Linked DNA regions of Gossypium hirsutum: region 1 is linked to region 2. Evidence: chromatin contacts called from public Hi-C data. All regions are on one chromosome and are shown on one strand. Each heading gives the region's core, a stretch centred on a gene start, on an enhancer-like site or on the middle of the called end of the contact. The rest is flanking DNA. Distances are from core to core; before and after follow the strand shown. Region 1 holds the start of LOC107950542 (inositol-tetrakisphosphate 1-kinase 1). Region 2 holds the start of LOC107950547 (protein EXORDIUM-like 6).

Region 1 (3,343 bases), core at 112-2,611, 170 kb before region 2:
GTAATTATATATGAACAACAAAAATAGATCCTTACTTAATGCAAATTGCGTGGTTGCTTCAAATTAAGCCTTATAAAACATCTTGCCAACTTCCTCTTCTTCTTGCAATTTTGTTTGCTCGAAATTGCTTTATGCCACTCAATGCTAAAAACCATCCTTTTATAAAGCCGAGGTGAGTGGAAGTTTGCATGCGCTGAAAGCGTTAGAGGGAAAACGCACCACGTAGGACGTGTTTTCAGTGCATTTCCAGAAATTTGATCAACCTCAACCACCCGTAAAAAATCTGATCAACCTCAACCACCCGTAAAAAATGCACTGAAAGTTCGAAAAAAATGTACCGAAAAATCTGATTGACCTCAACCTCCTGTAAAAAAAATCTGATCAAAACTCAGTTGCATTCGTAAAAATAGAAAAAAATTACAAACTAGAAGTTAATTGAATCGAGGAGTTCGATTTTAGATTATGAATTGAATTAAATGTTACAATTCGAATATATGATTGGTGTAAATACAATTGTTGTAAATATCAAATTAAATAATTATTAACTTTACATCTCAAAAATTATTAAAAATCTAAAGAATATATAAAAAAAAACTTTAAAAATATACAAAACCCTAAACCACTAGAACCTAGAAACCTTAACCTGTTTAAAAAAAATTAAAACCCTAACAATAAAAAATCAGACAAGAAGGAACACACTTCTAACTGGAAGCATTTTTCTATAAATCCGCTAAAAATGCTTCTAATTGGAAGCTTTTTTGTTATTTCGGCCTACTCCAATACTTAAAAAAAATTTAATTTGGTAATTTTAAAAAAAATATTATTTTTGAGAAATTCAATCATAAATGTGATTATTTACCATTATATCAATAGTAATTACTAAATAATTTTTTAAAAACAAATTATTTTATTTAAAATGTTTTCTCTCACTTATATATAACTTATTTATACCATTATTTAAACTCTTAATTGATTGATGTTAAAAGTCAACCGAACACCAATTGATTAAAAAAATTATGAAAATATTAATCTGTATTTTAAAAATTTATATTATTTAAAAGTATCTTAATATTTTATTTTTTATAAAAATTAATAAAAAGTTACAGATTTAAACACATGCTATTTATATAAATAAATCATTTTCTTTTAATCTAATATTTACATTTAATTATATTATAATTTTTTATCACCTCTATATACTGATATATTATTAACTAAATTTAAATTGTTCATGTCATTTATTTATTAGATCTCTATATTCTAATTACGTATTTGACTTTTCCGTATTTTCTCCTTATTCCTTTTTCTTTTCAGTTAACATTTGAGTCTGGACGCAGTAGTACACGTGTTATAAATATATTCAACTTGCCACGTTCTCCTGAAGCTCATATGTATTATTTTCTCACTGCAACTTCTACTTTCCTCAACTTTCTCGTCTTCCAAACAGATCTCCCTCCCAAAAATGTCAAATCTTTCTTCAAAACCCTACCAAATCGGCTACGCTTTAACTCCGAAAAAGGAGCAAACTTTCATCGTACCGTCCCTCCTTTCTCACGCCTCCCAGAATGGCGTTGTTTTAACCAAAATCGACCCCACCAAACCTTTGATCCAACAAGGACCCTTCGATTGCATCCTCCACAAATTGTACGACTCCGACTGGAAACAAAATCTTCAAGACTTCGCTTCCCGAAACCCTAACATCCCCATCATCGCCTCTCCAGAGTCCATCGACATCCTTCGAAACAGAATCTCAATGCTCGAAACTGTTTCGAAACTAAAAATAAACAACACCGGAGTCCCCAAACAAATCACCATTACCGAAGTTACGGGTTTGGAAAATTTGAAACTCAACTTTCCGTTAATCGCGAAGCCGTTAGACGCGGACGGCAGTGAGACGTCGCACAAACTGCACCTCATCTTCGACAAAGATGGGTTAAATAACTTAACGGCGCCGTTTGTTTTGCAGGAGTTCGTTAATCACGGCGGCGTCGTCTTTAAAGTCTACGTGGCCGGCAAATATTTCCGGTGCGTGAAACGGAAGTCGTTACCCGATATTTCGGAGGAGAAACTGGTAAATTTGAAAGGTTCACTGCCGTTTTCGCAGGTCTCGAATTTGGCAGCGGCAGGGGGAGGGGAAGGTTGTAAATTTGAAAAGACGGAAATGCCCCCGGAGAGTTTAGTGAAGGAGTTGGTGGAAGGGTTAAAGGAGGAATTGAGGTTAAATTTGTTTAATTTCGATGTGATTAGGGATGGGAAAAACAAGGAGAATTACCTAGTCATCGATATCAATTATTTTCCGGGGTATGCCAAAATGCCGGATTTTGAGTCTGTCATTACGGATTTTTTACGTGATGTTGTGCACAAGGACATAAACTGCGGGGATAATTGAGGATTGGAGATGCCAAATATAGGTACTTTCTGAATATTTCCAGGTTTTAATAACCTCACATATTGGCATGCTTTGTATCATCATAGACGCATACTTGTTTCCTATATCAAATGTGGGTTTGTTTTGTTCTTGTTTGCTGCAAATTTTGCTCAAATTCTTAAGTAGAGGAACTCAAACTAGTTGTACTTGCCTATATTATTAGAATACAAATATGGGTGATCAAACACAGGGAATCTGGGTGTGAATACAAAGTTTGATTTAGTGGGCTGCCTTGGAGTTTGATAATGGGAGGAGAATAATTCATCATCCAAGCATGCTTTTGCTTTTGCTAGGGATGGACATAAGATAAGTGATATGAACTAGGATTTGAAAGGAATATTGATGGTGGAAAGACCCAATTTAGTTTGGTTTCTGTCACTTGTTAGCTGAAGTTCCTTTGTCCCATATTCTTGTATTATGTCATACTTAAGCTGTTGACTTAATTACCATTTTGCCTTACCAATCATGTTTTGACACAATTTAGTCCTTAATCCTTAATCATTACACTTTTCATAATTATTTCTTTCAAATAATCACCATTTTGTCCTTTTAACTTTTTCTATACTACCATGTATGATTTATTCTTTCTTTTGGCAAACTTTCACCTCTATCCCTCCTCCTTTTTCTTTTAATTCAATTTAATCATTCTAACCTTAATTTTCTCAATTTACCTCCAATACTTTTCACTCTCTTACAATCTAGTTAATACCCCAGATTTATTTCTCTCAATATATAGACTTTTCCAAACTTTTTCAGTATCTGACTTCACTTTCTTATAACACTGAAAATGTTCAAATTTCGACTTTCTCAAATTATAACTAATTCACTATTTATTTATCATTGTTTCAAATTCCTAAAATTTTGAGGATTTTACATTTCTCTCCCGCTTAAAAAATTTTGTCCTCAAAAATTGAT
Region 2 (3,521 bases), core at 299-2,798:
TATGCTTTTACCTATCTAATAATTTGTAGTGGGTCAGTTTCTAATAAAATAATTGGGCTTAGCTTTCTTTTTTCTGGGCTTGGCCCAAATAGTTTAATCTAAAACATAAAAATCGATTCAACTAATTTTTTTTTTTTTTTTGGATTTGCAGTCTAAAAGCGATTTTCATTGGTTGACGGCTCAACGATTTTTTATTAATCGGTTCGATGACTCTAATCCGCTTCGATTTTGAAAATACAATAAAATAAAAAAATAATTTTACAGAAATTTAATGTTTAATTTTTATTTTATTTTTGTCTCAAATTTTGCAAACCACCTACATTAAACAGTCCAGCAAGATTTAGTTTTGGGGTTCCAGATGGCTGGAAGCAAGAATTTTTTGTTCTTATTTCCATAGGCATTGAAATTTCCGCCGGTTTTGGGGTCGGTGAGAACTTCGCCGGGGTTGCCAGGGGCAGCACCACGACCGAAAATGCCTTTGCAAACGGTGGCTGGGCCGAGTTCTTTAGCCTTGTTTGAATGGTAGAGAGCATCGTTCATTGGGTTGGTGATTGCATCAACCAATGCACCCGCGAAGGCAACAACCATAGCATCTGCTGCCATGTTGCCGCTTGGTGGTTTAAGGACTGGTCCCTTTGGACCCATGTCAGCCGGGAAGAAAGGCCATCCGCATTCTCCAGGGCACTCCGTTTCTGGGTTACCGACTATGATGTATGGTCGCGGATGGGGATCCTCTGTAATTTCCAAAAGCGTCAATCATCATATGCAATAATCTCCAAAGGACCTAACTACCACAACCAAAAATAAAAAAGCTTACCAGTAAGTAAATGATCTGCACATTGCCCGTTGCAAATTCCTTGAATAGAGACATCCCTTGCAGCAACGATGACCGGTAAGAGTTCAGTATCGCCCTTAGTGACATGCTCGATAAGCTCCGGGATATGCCCTTGCAAAGTCAAAACTTTCCCATATTTATATGTTTTCTCTCCTGATTGTTTCACCACTTTGACCTTGATTTTGGGGCTTTTCCCAGGCTTTGCGTCTGGTATCATTGATTGGTAACTTTCCACTACTTTCCACCAACAGGTAACTTGAGGTTGAAGTTTGGCTTTGGCTGGGACGGTCAATGATTTAATGAAGTTTCTCATGGTGTTCTTTATTTCCTTGCCACAATTTCCGTACCACATGATGGCTAATTTAACGGTCCCGTTGAGCATAGGACCACCGTGGTGGATCATCCGTGCCTTGTCGTTATAAGGATCGTAAGTGTGACCATGGCCGGAGGAGCAAGTGAATAAAGCAGTGACGGAAAGGGAAAGAGCCAGGAAGCGGATTGAAAGAGACGCCATGGCAGTGGCTTCCCAATCAGGTGGTTGATGTTCTAACTCAAATTAGACATGATTGAATCATGAGATTGTGATATGTATTTATAGCACTGAATTTGAAACCAAATCTATCTATTTTTGAGGACTCAAATTCATATCCTTAAGAGTTCTCTCAGATAGCTGCCTAATTTTAGAATTTCTAATAAAAAATAATGTTATTTTTTTCATATCAAAGAATACATGGAATTAGTCTTTGCATCAATATCATCAAGCCTAATATTATTGATTTAATCACTTAATAATGTAAGGAAAATATGAGTAGAAAATTAAGAATATTATTTTATTATTTTCTCTCTTTCCCTCCCTTCCAGTCAACTTTGTTTTTTCTTTTCCATTTTTCCGCCCTTTCTTTTTCTCTATTCTTCTTCTCCCTCCATTTCTCTTCTTTGATTTTCGAACCATGTTTTCTTTGATTTTGGAGTCTTTGCTTTGTTCTTATTCTATATTAAAAGAATGCAAGAGAGTGAGAAGTGAGAGTGGAAGTGGATCTCAACAAAATAAAGCTTGAAAGAGAGAAAAAAAAAATTTGGTGAAAATTATTTATAATTATTTAAAACTATAAAATTTGCCTTTTTATAATCTTTTACATTATATATATTTTATAATTTATATATTTTAAATATTTTTAAGTGATTTTGAAGAAAAAAAAGGTGATTTTACTTAGGCGTGTGACGTAGTAGTTTCTAATTGGTTAGAGGAGGCGACTGGTTTTTATTAATAGTGTTAACACTTTAGGATAAATAGTGTAGCAGAAATAAAATTTAAATCTTGAATCGTTGTGCAAAATTCTTTGAAGTACCAAATTGAGAAAACCAATTTATTTTAAGGAATAATTTGTCCATTGCTTTTTCTCTTTTACTTTGTAAGCAATAATGTCAGTTTTTGGGTTGATTACCGTTCGTCTTTTTTTCTCCCACCAATTCTCTCCTTCTTTCTTCTCTTCATTCACTTCATATGTTTTCTCTCTTTTCAGTTTGCAGATTTATTTGTGAGTATCTTTATTGTCTTCATAAGTTATGATGGACAGATGATATGTCTATCGTCACTAAAACTCCACTAACCATTAGCATTTTTTTTGGAAAGTGGGCAGCTTTTCGTCAGCTTCTTAATTTGCTTTTGTTTTGTGAATATTTCAGAATAATTAATGATTTCATGAGTTGGTTTGGACCTATGTTGTCTTAAGTTTTTTATGTATATATTTTTGTTTTTCATTATTTAATAAGCCTTCACTTTTAGAAGTTTTTAGTTGTTCTTGTAGTACAATTTTTTTATCTTACTTATGCATGTAGTCTTGCTTTTGCAAGTGATCTTAGAGATAGTTTTGTCATCGTTCTTTCCAGTTTGGTGGATGCTCAATTCTTTTGCCAATTTTTACCCATCGCTTTGGGTCATCCGAGGATGATTTTCTTACCATATTAAGTGCTTCTAATCACTCCAAATTTGTCGTGCTTAAGTTGCGACAGAGTGTTATGCTGAGACTAAAGCATTTTTTGTGTTGATAGAATTTATCTTTCATCACCTATGACAAATATCATATCATATGATCCAATTCATAGAATAAATTGATAAATTTCCCTTTCAAAAAAACAATAACATTCTAGATGTTTGGCCGTCAATGTTTGTCAGCTAGCTCTTTTTTTTTATATGATTTGGCAGGTGAGATTAAGAGGGAAGAAAGGAAAGCGTAAAAAAGATAATATCATATTTAGTCCCTGTATTTTGTCATATCTTCTAATATGGTACAATTAATTTGAAAATGTCTATTTTAGTATTTAAAATTTTACTTTGTTTATCAATATGGTACCATATATAATAGGACATTTGGCCCAATTATAGGGTGATATGTCTCACTTTTTGCTAGAATTTTTTTTCAAAAAATAGAAGAGACCTCAAATTAAATAACCCAAAAATTAGTCTAACAAAAAAAACAAATAGAGGATGAGAAAACAAATAGATTCCTAAAAGATTTGGCCACTAAACATGTTTTTTTTTATCTATTTTGAAATTGGTATTCATTTTTCTTCAATATTATGATGATTGTATTTGTTCTAAGTTTTTTTATACAAATATATTACAATTGGATCAATTTTCAATTGAAAAAAGAAGTTGCGTTCTACAAATTTTACTCCTACTTCA

Evidence for each region. A called contact is a pair of places that touch in the nucleus more often than the background predicts.
Region 1: a Hi-C map of leaf shows a contact between it and region 2, with 2.3 times the contacts expected there. The contact joins the promoter of LOC107950542 here to the promoter of LOC107950547 in region 2. A contact is called at or near these places in 3 of 34 Hi-C or Micro-C datasets (all in leaf).

Annotation. Positions count from the first base shown.
Region 1 is chrD03:8,695,371-8,698,713 of Gossypium_hirsutum_v2.1, reverse strand. It overlaps LOC107950542 (inositol-tetrakisphosphate 1-kinase 1), which reads left to right and starts at 1,361. Exons shown (of 2, transcript XM_016885413.2): 1 at 1,361-2,411. The coding sequence starts at 1,463. The coding sequence ends at 2,389. LOC121215336 (a long non-coding RNA gene) reads right to left here and starts at 298. Exons shown (of 2, transcript XR_005911146.1): 1 at 36-298.
Region 2 is chrD03:8,520,524-8,524,044 of Gossypium_hirsutum_v2.1, reverse strand. LOC107950547 (protein EXORDIUM-like 6) reads right to left here and starts at 1,548. Exons shown (of 2, transcript XM_016885420.2): 1 at 818-1,548; 2 at 257-734. The coding sequence starts at 1,349. The coding sequence ends at 322.